Regions from separate parts of the Macaca mulatta genome. Here region 2 is linked to region 1. Evidence: chromatin contacts called from public Hi-C data. All regions are on one chromosome and are shown on one strand. Each heading gives the region's core, a stretch centred on a gene start, on an enhancer-like site or on the middle of the called end of the contact. The rest is flanking DNA. Distances are from core to core; before and after follow the strand shown.

Region 1 (7,880 bases), core at 1,607-4,106:
TGACAAAAGGCAGGATAATGGGAGAAATTTAATAATGTGCACGAGGGAGAATTACAAAGTGATTACCCCAGTCCCCAAAGGGGTACAGGTTATGTAACTTTTTTCATAGGGGAAGGAGGAGATGGGAAAAGTAGACAATTCCTTTGAGGGGCAATAAAAGATTGTTATAGAGAATAAATGGACCACAGAAATAAATTAGCTTGTAAATAATTGTCTTCGTAATTTATGTATTTATTTTGAGATGGAGTCTTACTCCATCACCCAGGCTGGAGTGCAGTGGCACAGTCTCCACTCACTGCAACCTCTACCTCTGGGATTCAAGTGATCCTCCTACCTCAGCCTCCTTAGTAGCTGCGAACACAGGTGTGCACCAGTACACCTGGCTAATTTTTTTTTTTTTTAGACGGAGTTTCACTCTTGTTACTCAGGCTGGAGTGCAATGGTGCAATCTTGGCTCACTGCAACCTCCGCCTTCCAGGTTTGAGTGATTCTCCTGCCTCAGCCTCCCAAGTAGCTGGGATTACAGGCATGCGCCACCACCTGGCTAATTTTTTGTAAATTTTGTAGAGACGGGGGATTCACCATGTTGGCCAGGCTGGTTTCGAACTCCTGAGCTCAAGGGATCCACCTGCCTTGACCTCCTACAGTGCTGGGATTATGGGGAGGAGCCATGGCATCTAGTACGTCTTGGTAATTTAAATGAGACAGAGAGGAAGGCATTATCTTGAAAAATCCATATCCAGTCTTCTTTTCTGCAATAATGAAATAACTAGGGAGGGGATAGAAGGCAATTCTGTTTCTTTTGTTAAGAAATTTTCTTGGTCCGATTAGGAAATGTCAGAGTTCCTTCGCATGTATAGGAAAGAGAAACAAGACGAGGTTAGAGGGGCTTTGATTCTGAAGCTTATTTCTGAGGCCTTTCAGTGTTCAAAAGCACTCAGCATGCCCAAGAACCACATTTTGGGGAATCATTCTGCACCCCAACAGTACCATCACTATGCTGATCTAACTTTGTAGATGAGCAAAGATTTAAAGAGAATAAACAAGTCACTTCGTGTCTGATCGGTAACAAGTCAGCTTGAGTCTGATAGGTAAACATTTAATCTAAAACCAAAGTTTTCTAATTCCAGAGTTTCAGCTCTTAACTACTTTGTAAACAAAGAATTGAATACTAAGAGATTATATTAGAATAGTTATAGGAGTTTTATAATTTTCAAAGGTGTTAAAATAATTTCAGAGTGGCCGGGCGCAGTGACCTCACACCTGTAATCCCAGCACTTTGGGAGGCCAAGGTATGTGGATCACGAGATCAGGAGTTAGAGACTAGCCTGACCAACATGGTGAAACCCTGTCTCCACAAATATACAAAAAAATTAGCTGGGCGTGGTGGTGAGTGCCTGTAATCCCAGCTACTCGGGAGACTAAGGTGGGAGAATCACTTGAACCCTGGAGGTGGAGGTTGCAGTGAGCTGAGATTGGGCCATTGCACTCCAGCCTGAGTGAAAGGACAAGACTCTGTTACAAAAAAAATAAAAATTTCAGAGTATAACCCTGTATTTACTAAGAAAGAAAATTAAATATACGGAAACAAAGTTGTTCCATAATGGTTGATAACAAATCTTTAGTTGGGTCATGTAAAAGTGTCTTTTTTAAAACCTACAAGCGTCCAAGCGCGGTGGCTCACGCCTGTAATCCCAACACTTTCTGAGGCTGAGGCGGTCGGATCACGATGTCAAGAGATCAAGACCATCCTGTCCAACATGGTGAAACCTGGTCTCTACTAAAAATACACAAAAATTAGCTGGGCGTGGTGGCGCATGCCTGTGCCGCGCTACTCGGGAGGTCGAGGCATGAGAATTGCTTGAATCTGGGAGACGGAGGTTGCAGTGAACCTAGATCGCGCCACTCCTCTCCAGCCTGACGACAGAGCCAGACTCCATCCCCCTCCCAAAAAAAGCGCCCGCCCCACACACAAAACCTACAAACACCAATTTTCTACTTATAAGAACTTGTTTTAAGGATATTAATTCTATTCCAAATAAGTCTTAACGCTAACGCAATTATTATCAAAATCTCAAAGAGATTTTTATTCAAACTTCACAAAAGGTCTCCAAAGTTGCCAAGAAACCTTGGTGAAACAGATTAGGAAATTTGGAAAGGAAATAATGAGGAGACCAGCAGTACCAAATCATGAGACCTCTAATTCAGTTTTAAATATTAATGTAATAAAAATTTAAAGTTTGGTGTAATAAATCATACAAATTTCAATATTGGTCCCAAGCATAGAGAAAAAATAAATTTATTTTGAATGTTGAAAACATTATTCTTAAAATACAGCGGATTAAAAAATTGCTGGGGAACTGATTAAAACTGTATTGATAATTCCTAAGAAAGACACTATTTTATCTCTTTAATGGAAATTGATTAAACTGTAATCAATATAAGGAGGTTACAAAACGCCATATACAACACTGTATACATTTTCTTGGAAAAATATATGCAACTGCTTTGCAAAATACGTTATAAACTAGCACTAGTGATCTCTGTGTGATGGGATAACAGGTTGTACTTTCTTAATTTCTTGTCGTTTCTTGTATTCCCCACAGTATTGATGTGTATCTTCTGCGTTCAAAAGCAATTTTTTAAAGCCTTATAACGTGGTAACAAAATAGTTTGCACATTACAAAATTCAGAACACGGAAACAAGAAGCTCGCCTTTTTTCCCTATTTCGGTTTGGCCCTTTCGATTTCCCCTCCCCCACCGGGGCGGGACTTCCCGCCGACTTCTTTCAGGTTCTCAGTTCGGTCCGCCAACTGTCTTATAAAGGCCCTGCCTCAGGCCAGAATCCTCACAAGGCGTTGTGTACGATTCGTCTTGCTCATCATGTCTGGCCGCGGCAAAGGCGGGAAGGGTCTTGGCAAAGGCGGCGCTAAGCGCCACCGCAAGGTGCTGCGTGACAACATCCAGGGCATCACCAAGCCGGCCATCCGGCGCCTTGCTCGCCGCGGCGGCGTGAAGCGCATCTCTGGCCTCATCTACGAGGAGACCCGTGGGGTGCTGAAAGTCTTCCTGGAGAACGTGATCCGGGACGCTGTGACCTACACGGAGCACGCCAAGCGCAAGACGGTCACCGCCATGGATGTGGTTTACGCGCTGAAGCGCCAGGGTCGCACCCTCTACGGTTTCGGCGGTTAAGCGTCCTAGTCTACCAAGAAAAGGCCCTTTTCAGGGCCCCCACTTTCTCAGTTGAGGAGCCGTGATGCTTGTTTGCCCAGATTCTCTTTACTGTTCGCACCTGCTGAGTTTGCCCTATCGGAGCATGCGTCCCTCCCTAGTCGCTGTAAGTAGGTATCAGTCACTAATCGCTTTCCAGTACCAGTAAATACAATACTCTAACACAGCTTCTTTCAGGTGTTCCAGGGCTTACTGACATGGGGTGTCGCGCAGACCGTAGTGCAGTGTCATGGCTCACTGTAGCCTCCCGATTAGCTGTAACCTCGCGCGCGCCACCACGCAACGCTGTTTTTCCAAAGACCAGGTCTGCGTATGTTTCCCAGGCTAATTTCAATATCCTGGCCTCAAAATAACTGTCTCGCCTATACCTAGTGTTGGCATTACAGGAGTGAGCCATCACACATGGCCACGATACTCTTGTTGAGGTTTTAAAGTTAGTTATATTTAAGTGCCAATTTTCGAAGTATAGCTGGGGAAGAAAGTCAAGCAGTTGTTACATGTTTCTGGCACTGTAAATCCAACTGCTGAACACAAGACCTTCTTATGCAACAACCTTTAATCCGTGAACCGTAAATAAGTTTAGTTTATCGGTTTTGGCCCAATTCTTGAGAAAAGTGAGAATTTGAATCCTTGAGTAGAAATATGTAGCTACTCAGTACAACAAAGAATGATCACAACAAAGACTAACTTACCCTTTGTTACTGAACGTGGGTCAGAGCTTTACCGCTGAGAATTCCTCAGCCTTTGAGTGTTCTCTTTACAATTGAAGTTGATAAGATGGTATTAAAAGTGAGATTCCTAAGTAAATTTAAAGGCCTGAAGGAGCAGTGATTAATGGGAAGTGCTAATAAGTCATATTTGAGGTTATCCAACCCGAGATTCTGATTTAATTGGTTTAAGGACACCATCACCTTGTAGGTTAGATTTAAAAAATAATAATTGCATTAAGGAAAGAAACTGTTAGTATTTAAACAGAAAATTTTCCTTCCTGATTCTTACATGCTGTCACTTAGACAAATCTCTGGTCTACATGGCTGGATCTCTTTCTGCTAAATTCTGTGCTACCCTGTAAAAAAGAACTGAGATTAATAAAACGGTAGTGAGAACACAGGGAAAGATAAAAATCATAGCAAGCCTATCCAGTCATGCTGTAGTCATCCTCATAAGGATAGGGAAGGATCTTGCCTTTCATTTACCACACAAAGTATGAGTACAAACTTTAAAAAGATAGGATACTATAGGAATAATGAAGATGTCTCCACTGGCAAAAACTGTGTGAAAAAATGCCCTTGACACAGGTCTTTCCTATGGCTTCATAATAGACAAAGATTTGATTACACAATTGCTGGCTGAATCTAGAATACTAAAATGTGGCTGTTAGAAAATGTTGCTGTCTGGGCCTGGTGTCATGCCTGTAATCCCAGCAATTTTGGAGGCCAAGGCTGGCAGATAGATTTAGGCCAGGAGTTGGAGACCATTCTGGCCTACATGGTGAAACCCCATCTCTACTAAAAATACAAAAAATTAGCCAGGCGTGGTGGCACACGCTTGTAATCCCAGCTACGCGAGAGGCTGAGGCTGAGAATCGCTTAAACCTGGGACTCAGAGGTTCCAGTAAACCGAGATCACGCCTCTGCCCTCCAGACTGGGTGACAAGAGTGTCACACACACACAAAAAAAGATTGCTCTTACCCAGGGATGATGGTCAGATGCAATTACGGGTTATGGGCCTGGCATAAATAAGTAATGCTAAGTGTTTCACACTAAACATACTATTGTCAGTGTCCTAAGTGCTTTTTATTTACCAATTCATTTACACTTATTCTTTGTCTTTTTTTTTTTTTTTTTTAAACTTTTTGTGGTAAACAGGGTTTCACTACATGGCTTAGGCAGGTCTCCAACTCCTGGGCTCAAGCTGTCCTCCCACATCTACCTCCTTAAAAGTGAAGATTACAGGCATGAGCCACCTGGCCCAACTTATTTAATCCTTACAACAACCCTTAGAGCTAGGAACTATTTTTATCATCATCACATAATTGTTTACAAAAATACAGAGGCTTAGAGAGCATATGCACCTCACCCCAAGATCCCACGACTAGAATATGATTGTTACAGATTTGATTGCAAATAATCTGCTTCTTATGACTGTGCTTAAATTTTTCACCATGTCACATCGCTTTGGTGGTGTAAAGTTATAAAACGTTTACGTCTTAACTTTAAAAATGTATTTTTGGCCCAGCGCGATGGCTCATGCCTATAATCCTAACACTTTGGGAGGATGAGACAGTCAGATTGCTTAAGACCAGGAGTTCGAGACCAGCCTGAACAACATCCTGAGACCCCTTCTCTACTAAAAATACACAAAAATTAGCTGGGCATGGTGGCTTGCATGTATAATCTCAGCTACTCCGGAGACTGAGGCACCAGAACCGCTTGAACCCAGGAGGCAGAGGTTGCAATGAGCGGAGATCCTGCCATTGCTCTCCAGCCTGGGTGACAGAGTAACGCTCTGTCTCAAAAAAATATATATATATATACATACACACACACACAGATATACATAGTTAAAATATATATATTATTTTTTACATCTTAAAGAGAAACATTATCATTTATATCCAAAAAATTTATTTAGGCCCATGTAGCAATTCCAGATCTGACAAATTTTTGGGATTTAAAACTGTTTTTCATGTAAAATACAATATTTTTCCCTTAACAAAACTTCAAGTTAAAAAAAAAGTATAATTTAAATTCCCCTATGGTAATTACTTGGACTACAAAGTTTTGTACTTTTGCTTTAACTGAATCAATGCCACTATTATTGTCCTTCCAGATCTTTTGATATCACCAATTACACATCCATCATTTTCATGATCATAACGAGTGACTGAACCTCACCAAAAAAAAAAAAAAAAAAAAAAAAAACTTTACTCACTGGATTTCATTTATGAATTTAAACTTATAAAGCTCTTTCAATAAATCAAGTATCCAATGCCAGATGAATGGATACAGAAAATGGGGCATATATACAATGGAATACTACCTCAGCCTTAAAAAAATGAATCTTGTCATTTCTTACAACATTATGCTAAGTAAAACAAACCAGGCACAGAAAAACAAAAACAGCATGATATCACTTACATGAGGAGTCTAAAAATGTTGAACTCAGTAAAATGGTCCCTGCCAGAGAATGAGGATGGAGGCATAATGGGACTCAAGAGATATAAATTCTGGAGATCTATTTTAAAGCATGGTGACAATAGTTAATGTACTTTATACTTGAAAATTGCTGATAGTAAGCTTTAAATGTTCTCACCAGAAAGTGAGATGGATGTTAAGCTCGATGTAATCATTCCACAATGAATGTATGTCAGATCAGATTGTACATGTTGTAATTTGTCATACGTTAATGAAAGTGGAGAAAAGTAAAAAATTCTCTTAAAATCCCTTAAGAGGCCGCACGTTAGGAGGCCGAGGCGGGCGGATCACGAGGTCAGGAGATAGAGACCATCCTAGCCAACATGGTGAAACACCATCTCTACTAAAAACACAAAAATTAGCTGGGTGTGGTGGCGCATACCTGTAATCCCAGCTACTCGGCAGGCTGAGGCAGAATTGCTTGCACCCAGGAGGCGGAAGTTGCAGTGAGCCGAGATCGCGCCACTGCACTCCAACTCGCTGACAAAAAAAAAAAAAAAAACTTGTGGATTTAGGGGTTTTTCAAAAACCATTTCCGATGACCATTGTCAAGCTCACTACAGGGACTACAAGAGTTACTGGTACTGCACATTCCCCCTTACGTAAACAAGGTCATGAATCTTGAGCAAATTTAGACTGCATTACAACTCGTAATTAGTTCTACCAACGGTGACCGCGGGTGAATGACCACGTGTGCCGCTGTCTTCAGAAAACTGCTCGCCCCAAAACTGACTTAGAAGCAAGCAAAATTCCAGCCCTACCAAATCCAGTGTTACCACTCCTCAGCTGAGAAAGTAGGGGGGCCCTGAAAAGGGCCTTTTATTGATAGAAAATGACGACGCTCAGCCACCGAAACCGTAGAGGGTGCGACCCTGGCGCTTCAGCGCGTAAACCACATCCATGGCGGTGACCGTCTTGCGCTTGGCGTGCTCCGTGTAGGTCACAGCGTCCCGGATCACGTTCTCCAGGAAAACTTTCAGCACCCCACGGGTCTCCTCGTAGATGAGGCCAGAGATGCGCTTCACGCCGCCGCGGCGAGCAAGGCGCCGGATGGCCGGCTTGGTGATGCCCTGGATATTGTCACGCAGCACCTTGCGGTGGCGCTTAGCGCCGCCTTTGCCAAGACCCTTCCCGCCTTTGCCGCGGCCAGACATGATGAGCAAGACGAGTCGTACACAACGCCTTGTGAGGACTCTGGCCTGAGGCAGCGCCTTTATAAGACAGTTGGCGGACCGAACTGAGAACCTGAAAGAAGTCGGCGGGAAGTCCCACCCCGGTGGGGGAGGGGAAATCGAAAGGGCCAAACCGAAATAGGGAAAAAAGGCGAGCTTCTTGTTTCCGTGTTCTGAATTTTGTAATGTGCAAACTATTTTGTTACCACTTTATAAGGCTTTAAAAAATTGCTTTTGAACGCAGAAGATATACATCAACACTGTGGGCAATACAA
Region 2 (7,880 bases), core at 1,668-4,167, 1.6 Mb after region 1:
GTTATTGTTTTTGTTTCAAAGCAGAACTATAAACTAAGTTCCTCCCAAAGTTAGTTAATCCCAAGCTCAGGAATGAAAAGGACAGCTTGGAGGTTAGAAGCAAGATGGAGTCGGTTAGGTCAGATCTCTTTCACTGTAATAATTTTCAGTTATGATTTTTGCAAAGGCGGTTTCACTGTCCACTTCACCTCACATCAGGCCTCTGACTAGAGGATTCCAACAATACTTAGGCCAGGCCACCACCATGTCTCCTCATCCACCCTGAGGCAGTACAATTTCTGAAACAAAGGAAACTATATATGATAATATGAAACTATATATGAGAAGGAAATTATATATGATAATCAATTTCAAGGTTATCTTATTGATTAGAAGATATTAAAGTGTGACACTGCCTGGCAATGATTATCTGCTAGTAGTAAGAATTTGGCCAATTTACTGAAATTCCTGAGGCTGAACCTCCACTTCTGTAAAATGGAGGCAGTGAGATAATTTGCATTACAATGCTGAAGTAAGAATTTTACACAATAATTCAGACCAACCACTTCATGTAGTACTTGATCCATGGAAAACTATCAATGACAGTTTATAGTTTATAGTATTAATGAATCCTTTATTGTTATTTCCTTCTACACATTGTCCTCTCTAAAAGAAGGTAATATTCAATACAAATAAAGTTATAACAGCTTACAAAGTTGTCCCAGGGAATTCACTTAACCACTGAAGTGTTCAAATTGCTTAAGGTTGACTTTATATTCTCCTGACTAAGCTTTCTCCTTCTGGTATTTCTTCTGAGAACAGCACCAGCATCCAAAGCATCATGCAAACAGTGGTCATCCCAGAACAGTAATTCTCAACTCATAGGGTGCTCCTGCAGAGATGTATTTGAATAGAGTAGGTAGGATGCTAAAGAAGGCCACGTATAATTTGGCCAGTGATCTGAGGCAGATTTATCCTGAAGCTAATGAAACACAAGTGTAAGGGCCTGTACTTCCAAGGTGCTGAGAGGGGCCCTACAAATGTGTTAGTTTGTCTCTCTCTTTTTAAAATTTGCAGTATTAAGGTATTTTAATCACAGAAGGTTAAGACTGTTATTTCCACTCAATCTTCCTTTTTATTAAAATTCATCATTGTCTGATTATGTTGGAATCCTGATGAAAATATTTGGAATTTGAGTAAGAGAAAGTTTAGTTGAAGATGTATCTAGTATGGGGATAATAAGTTACGTGATTTGCATATGTGTTCATGTGTAGTTCATTTGTTGCCAGCCAATCTGATGTAAGAATGGCTCACTGGAATAACTCACCTAAATTCCTGGCAAGATACAGGTCTAGATAAAATGTTATGGCATCTAAGTATTCAAAACACCTTCCCAGCACTGAGTGAGTGTCTAGTGGAGAGTAGAAATGTATAGAGCCAGAAGCTAGTCTGGAAAGAATTCTTACGAAGTTTACAACTTACATGTGAAAGGAACTTGACAGAGGATTTTCCAAATTTGAAAACAATCCTAAAAACTTACTTGACATTACCAACAATGTGTTTTGAAACTGAAACTCTTCTAAGTTATCAAGAAAACATATTATCAATAGCCACCCTGGAAGAAAGATTGGATTCTATTTCCATTACCTATAGACGATATTACAAAATAATTTCAATCTGAAGATGGAGAGTATTCAGTCAAAACTATACGAAAATATACATCGTTGTGTCATATTCAGAAATTAATACAATTTGCTATTTTCTAAATTTTGTGATGGCTATTGTTTTGTCAGCTTTTATAAAATTGGAGTTTGATTTTATTTTCCCATTATAAATTAATATTTACAGTTTGCAGTACATTTGCATTTTTAATTTTACATTAAATATTTATTAAAAGAGGACATGGGTAAAAGAGCTTTGCAGTTGCTACCCTTCTCAAATCTCCTGGATTTTAAGGATGACTGCATAATCTTTAGATGATCATATGCAAGTCATATGTATTTGTTGCATAAATTTAGTGGACTTCTGGCTGTGTGTACTGAGGCCAGTTTTTTCCACCTGAGCTCTGACTCCAGTTCCAATAGCCCAATACCAATACTGATTTTTGGGGTATTAATGATTTTGTGAACTTTGGGTAACTATACGCACATTGTCCTTACGATAGCTTTAATAAAAATGCCATCGGACCTAAAATTGGCAGGTGGATTAAAAGAAGTTTCACCAGAAGCCTGTTTCGAAATGTTAAGTATACACATATACATGTTAAAAAGACAAGATCCCTAGGATTTAACAAGGGCAAAAAAGTCACTCAACTGGCTTTCTTGCAGTAAAACCGCCCCAAAAGAAAAGGCCTGATGTACTCGTCTGCAGTTATTCAAAGCGTGTGTACTTATCTTTAAAATCCTCTACATCTCCTGGGAACTACCGAATTGGTTACAACTGTTTTTAAGTGAAATTGTAAGTGGCTCTGAAAAGAGCCTTTTCAATTAGGAAGCAATAAGCAGACTTATGCCCTTTCCCCACGGATGCGACGTGCCAGTTGTATGTCTTTGGGCATGATGGTGACGCGTTTGGCGTGAATAGCGCACAGATTAGTGTCTTCGAAGAGCCCCACCAGGTAGGCCTCGCAAGCCTCCTGCAGCGCCATCACCGCAGAGCTCTGGAAGCGCAGGTCGGTTTTGAAGTCCTGCGCGATTTCTCGCACCAGGCGCTGGAACGGCAGCTTCCGGATCAGCAGTTCGGTGGACTTCTGGTAGCGGCGAATTTCGCGCAAAGCCACGGTACCGGGCCGGTAGCGGTGAGGCTTCTTCACCCCACCTGTGGCCGGAGCGCTCTTACGCGCCGCTTTAGTAGCAAGCTGCTTCCGCGGCGCTTTGCCGCCGGTGGACTTGCGAGCTGTTTGCTTTGTACGAGCCATCTGCAATGACCCCCACACACAAAAGCGTACTGAACTGAGAGCAACCGGTCTTTAAATATAGTTAGAAACATTCTGATTGGTTCTGTAATATTTCAAAAGTCCCGCGCGATAAAACCATTGGCTGAAGAGTGACCAGCCTGATTGGTTCATTACTAGGCAATCTTATTGGATGAATCGCCCCACCGCCCATCATGTCCTTTTTGTTTGTTATCTGCAGGGATAAATTGTCTAAAATTCTAGTTCATCCAGTCCCAAAGAACAAGGTACATAACAAAGCATCTACGGATTTTTTTAATGTAAATTCCGATTCAGTAAGTTTGCGTGGGACTTGAAATTCTGCATTCCTGACAGTCTTGAAAGTTATCAATGCTGGTGAACACTCACTAAACCACCAGAAACGTTGACTGCCTCATGTCGGAAACTACTTACATTCAGAGAATGAGAATTCCATGCTATTTTGTTACTGGTCAACAGCCAGTTTCCTTATCCTTCGTTTTCTAAGTCCAAGTCACATTCCCACCCTGACTGTTCTCAAACTGTCTTATTTTGGTTGGCTTTAGTTTCACTTTGTATACTCTAAAATGTAGTTTCTTAAGGAAGATATTTCCTCGAAATTTAATTTTTAAACACCATTAGGCTAGGGGGGCCGTGGCTCACGCCTGTAATCCCAGCATTTTGGGAGGGCAAGATGGGAGGATCACTTGAGGCCAGGAGTTCAAGACAACCCTAGCTAAAATGGTGAAAACCCCGTCTCGAATAAAAATACAAAAATTGGCTAGGCGTGGTAGCAGACGCCTGTAATCCCAGGTACAAAGGAGGCTGAGGCATGAGAACCTGGTGAAGCCGCGGGGTGGAGGTTGCAGTGAGCCGATATCGCGCGGCGGCATTCCAGCTTGGGTGACAGAGCGAAACTCTGTCTCAAACCAATCCAAACCAAAACCAAAAGGTACCCGAAACACAAGCAAGTTACCATCCTTTCTTGTGAAACAATGGACGGTTCTGAAAAATGCCGTAGCAAGTTTAAGGTACGTTTTCTGGTTTGAGTGGGCTTTACTTGCTTTTGGCCTTATCGTGGTTCTCGGTTATTTTTGCAACAGGACGGCCTGAATATTGGCCAGGACGCCTCCCTGAGTAATAGTGACTTTGCCCAGCAGCTTGTTGAGCTGCTCGTCGTTGCGGAAGGCCAGCTGCAGGTGGCGGGGGATGCTATGGGTCTTGTCACGTATGGCGCTGCGTGTCAGCTCCAGGATATCGGCGGCCAGGTATTCTAAGTACAGCGGCGCGCCGGCTTCGACAGGCTCAGAATAATTGCCCTTTCGAAAAAGACGATGGACCCTGCGCTACTAGAAACTGCAAGGCTGGTACCGATGAACAACTTTGTGCTTTACTTCCGTTTTCCACGTCCAAACACAGCGACCTCTGAAAACTGTAAAAAACAAGCAAGATGGAATGGCGCCTGAAGAAATACTTTTATACAAACTGCAAGGCTGCAATAGAGAGTTATCCTATTGGTCAACTATGTTTCCTGCTTTATCCAATAGAAAAAGAGTCCATAAATTCCATATTTGCATAAACCCCACCCCTCAGTGAAACTGTATTTCTTTTATCCAATCAGAAGTGAGGAATCTTAAACCGTCATTTGAATCTCAGGACTATAAATACGTGGGCTCTGAGCTGTTCTCTCTACTACTCTGCTGGAGAGTGTTAGTAGCTTTTTTGTTTTGTTTTAGGAATAGCGATGCCTGAACCCTCTAAGTCTGCTCCTGCCCCTAAAAAGGGCTCTAAGAAGGCCATCACTAAGGCGCAGAAGAAGGATGGTAAGAAGCGTAAGCGCAGCCGAAAGGAGAGCTATTCCATCTATGTGTACAAGGTTCTGAAGCAGGTCCACCCCGACACCGGCATCTCCTCCAAGGCCATGGGGATCATGAACTCCTTTGTCAATGACATCTTCGAGCGCATCGCGGGCGAAGCTTCCCGCCTGGCGCACTACAACAAGCGCTCGACCATCACCTCCAGGGAGATCCAGACGGCTGTGCGCCTGCTGCTGCCCGGGGAACTGGCTAAGCATGCTGTGTCCGAGGGCACCAAGGCTGTTACCAAGTACACTAGCTCCAAGTAAGTGCTTATGTAAGCACCTCCAAACCCAAAGGCTCTTTTCAGAGCCACCTACTTTGTCGCAAAGAGAGCTATAACCACAATTTCTTAAGGTGGTGCTGCCTCTGTTCTGCTTCAGTTCTAGAGGATCAACTAGAATGTTAGCGAAGGCAACTTTTAGAGCCAAGGTTAACTTGGGGCAGCGCGCCGTGGCTGTCGCCTTTAATCCCAGCATTTTGGGAGGCCGAGGCGGGCGGATCACTTGACGTCAGGAGTTCGAGACTAGCCCGGCCAACATGGTCTCTATTAAAAATACAAACGTTAGGGAGTTGCTGGCGCTCTTTCTCATCTGCCTTTAGCAAACTTCTTTGTTCCCCCTGGGTAAGCCTTCGGGTACTAGTTGTAATTCATTTGATATGGTCACTACTCCCTCCCTGGTCTAGCACAGGAAACTTTCCTTTCTGGATAATGAAACAAGTAATGCAATTCAGGGTACAGTGTTTCTATGGGGGTCATTAGCCGTTAACCGCTTGAGATGAGGGGGAGGGGAGCAGAAAAGTCTAAGCGACAAAAGGGCGTGTAGGGATATTTGCTCCTGCAGTTTGCCTATGCTGTAAATTCTTACCTCCAGTAAGAAGGAAAGATTTCCTCCAGTATTGAGGAAACAGTAAGCGAAGTCTGATTTCCCGGGCGCCTTTGTAGGGAATATTTCCCGTTCCACAAAATGAAATCGCAGTAGTTTTGCGTTATAATTGTTTATCAATGACAACAGCTATGTAGTTTACATATTTCATGCATCCCAGAAATCCAGATTCCCATTTCCTAGGCCACTTAACCTTCGGATTTCCAGCTCTGCGAGATACAAAAGGGTTTGAATTTTGTGCCTTTCCCCAACTGGCCCTACTGCAAAGATACTAGGAAGGCCCCACTTGGAGAGGGAAGCATTTTTCAAGAAATCCGGGACGCCAAAAACAATATAGCTAGAAAAAGGCAGGAAGGGTACTAGTTGAGGAGGACTTAATGGGCCAATTCTTGGTCTGGGGCTGGGGGAAGAAATGGAAGAAGAAAAGAACCTGTTGATTGCACACTAAGTAGGAGGGGATGGGGGAATCGGAGGGGAGTATTTTAAGTGAACTTATGGGCATTATATGTAGGTGACATTCAGCAGTGTCTTCGGATGAAGAAATAAAGTTTCTCAAACAGTTATTGTTTCTGTTTTGAGAAATGGTCTTGCTCTGTTGGCCAGGTGCCATCATAGCTCACTGCAGCCTCGACTTCTCCAGCTCAAGCTATCCTCTAACTTCAGCCCCTTGAGTACCTGGGACTACAGAAATGCGCCACCACACCCAGTTAATTTTTTAATTTTTTGTGGAGGCAAAGGGTCTTACTATCTTGCCCAGGCTGGTCAAGTGAACTCCTGGGCTCAAGTGATCCTCCCGCCTTGGCCTCCCAAAGTGCTGAGATCGTAGGAATGAGTCACCGCGCCCGGCCCAGATTTAATTTTTAAGAATCTTTTAAAAGAGGTTCTGGGCCGGGTGTGGTGCAGCTCACGCCTGTAAGACCAGCACTTTGGGAGGCCAAGGTGGGAGGATCACTTGAGCCTAGGAGCTCAAGACCAGTCTGGGCAACTTAGTGAGTCTGTCTCCACCAAAAATTTAAAAATTAACCAGGCCTGGTGGCACATTTCTGTAGTCCCAACTACTGGGGAGGTTGAAGTGGGAGGATCATTTGAGCCTGGAAGGTGGAGGTTGCAGTAAGCTGTGATGACACCACTGCACTCCAGCCTGGGTGAGGACAGACCCTGTCTCAAAAATAAAAAAAAAATCTGGATGCCACACAAAATGTCAGTGAACAACTGTAAGTGAAGCACTTCCCATCCTAGTACTGTATATGCAAACTACCGTTGTGAAAGAGACGCTTGTGTTTTAAAAAATCTATAATATTTTTTAAAATTATAAAACGACCACCTCCCCCAAAACATTACTAAGCAATTGAGGCTGCAGTTTAAGAAACTGATATTTAGGATCTTTCCCCGGAGAAGTGAGACCTGCTAATATAAGCATTTGCAAAATGAACTTTTGGGCCAGGTGCATCATGCCTGTAATCTCAGCACTTTGGGAGACTTAGTCAGGCAGACCACTTGAGCTCACAATTCGAGACCAGCCTGGGCAACATGGCGAAATCCAGTCTCTACAAAAAATTAGCTGGGCGTTGTGGCATATGCCTATAGTTCCAGTTACTAGAGAGGCTGAGGTGGGAGGATTACTTGAGCCTGGGAGGTAGAGGTTGCAGCAAGCCAAGATCGCGCCGTGACAACCTGAGTGACAGAATGAGACACACACCCCCCAAAAAAACAGCCTGACTCATTAAAAAAAAAATTTAAAAATATTAAGTTTTGAAGCAGATATTATTTTGTCATATGTTCTTTCATAAATTTTTTGCCTGCCTGCTTTCTTCCTTTGTTACAGAACTCCAACACTTATCCAAAGGTAGCTGTAGGGTCAGGGTTTCTGTATTATAGTCCCTTCTGTGGTGGCCAGAAATATGTTACAGGAAAGAGGTCCCCATCCAGACCCCAAGAGAGGGTTCTTGGATCCCGCGCAAGAAAGACTTCAGGGTGAGTCCGCAGTGCAAAGTAAATGCAAGTTTACTAAGAAAGTAAAGTGGTGAAAGGACAGCTACTCCATAGACAGAGCAGGACATTCCGGAAAGTAAGAGGAGGAAGGCATCCACCCTGTAGGTACAATGCTTGTATATATGGGGAGATGTGCTCTGCTACACGGGTTTGTGATAAAGGATTGATTTTTTTAGTTACTATATTTTGCGAGAATAGACATTATTATCTTTAAACAAAATTAGGAATGCCTTTGTTCTCCAGATTTAGGGATAT

What was found. Hi-C and Micro-C count contacts between places; a contact is called where the count stands out from the background.
Region 2: a contact with region 1 is called in a Hi-C map of blood, with 8 times the contacts expected there. The contact joins the promoter of LOC114677671 here to the promoter of LOC115945175 in region 1. A contact is called at or near these places in 2 of 14 Hi-C or Micro-C datasets (CD4 T cells and blood).

What each region holds. Positions count from the first base shown.
Region 1 is chr4:155,468,191-155,476,070 of T2T-MMU8v2.0, forward strand. LOC115945175 (histone H4) reads left to right here and starts at 2,857. Exons shown (of 1, transcript NM_001374545.1): 1 at 2,857-3,249. The coding sequence starts at 2,885. The coding sequence ends at 3,196. H4C11 (H4 clustered histone 11) reads right to left here and starts at 7,620. Exons shown (of 1, transcript XM_001095996.5): 1 at 7,229-7,620. The coding sequence starts at 7,587. The coding sequence ends at 7,276.
Region 2 is chr4:157,060,880-157,068,759 of T2T-MMU8v2.0, forward strand. LOC114677671 (histone H3.1-like) reads right to left here and starts at 2,918. Exons shown (of 1, transcript NM_001374546.1): 1 at 2,476-2,918. The coding sequence starts at 2,896. The coding sequence ends at 2,486.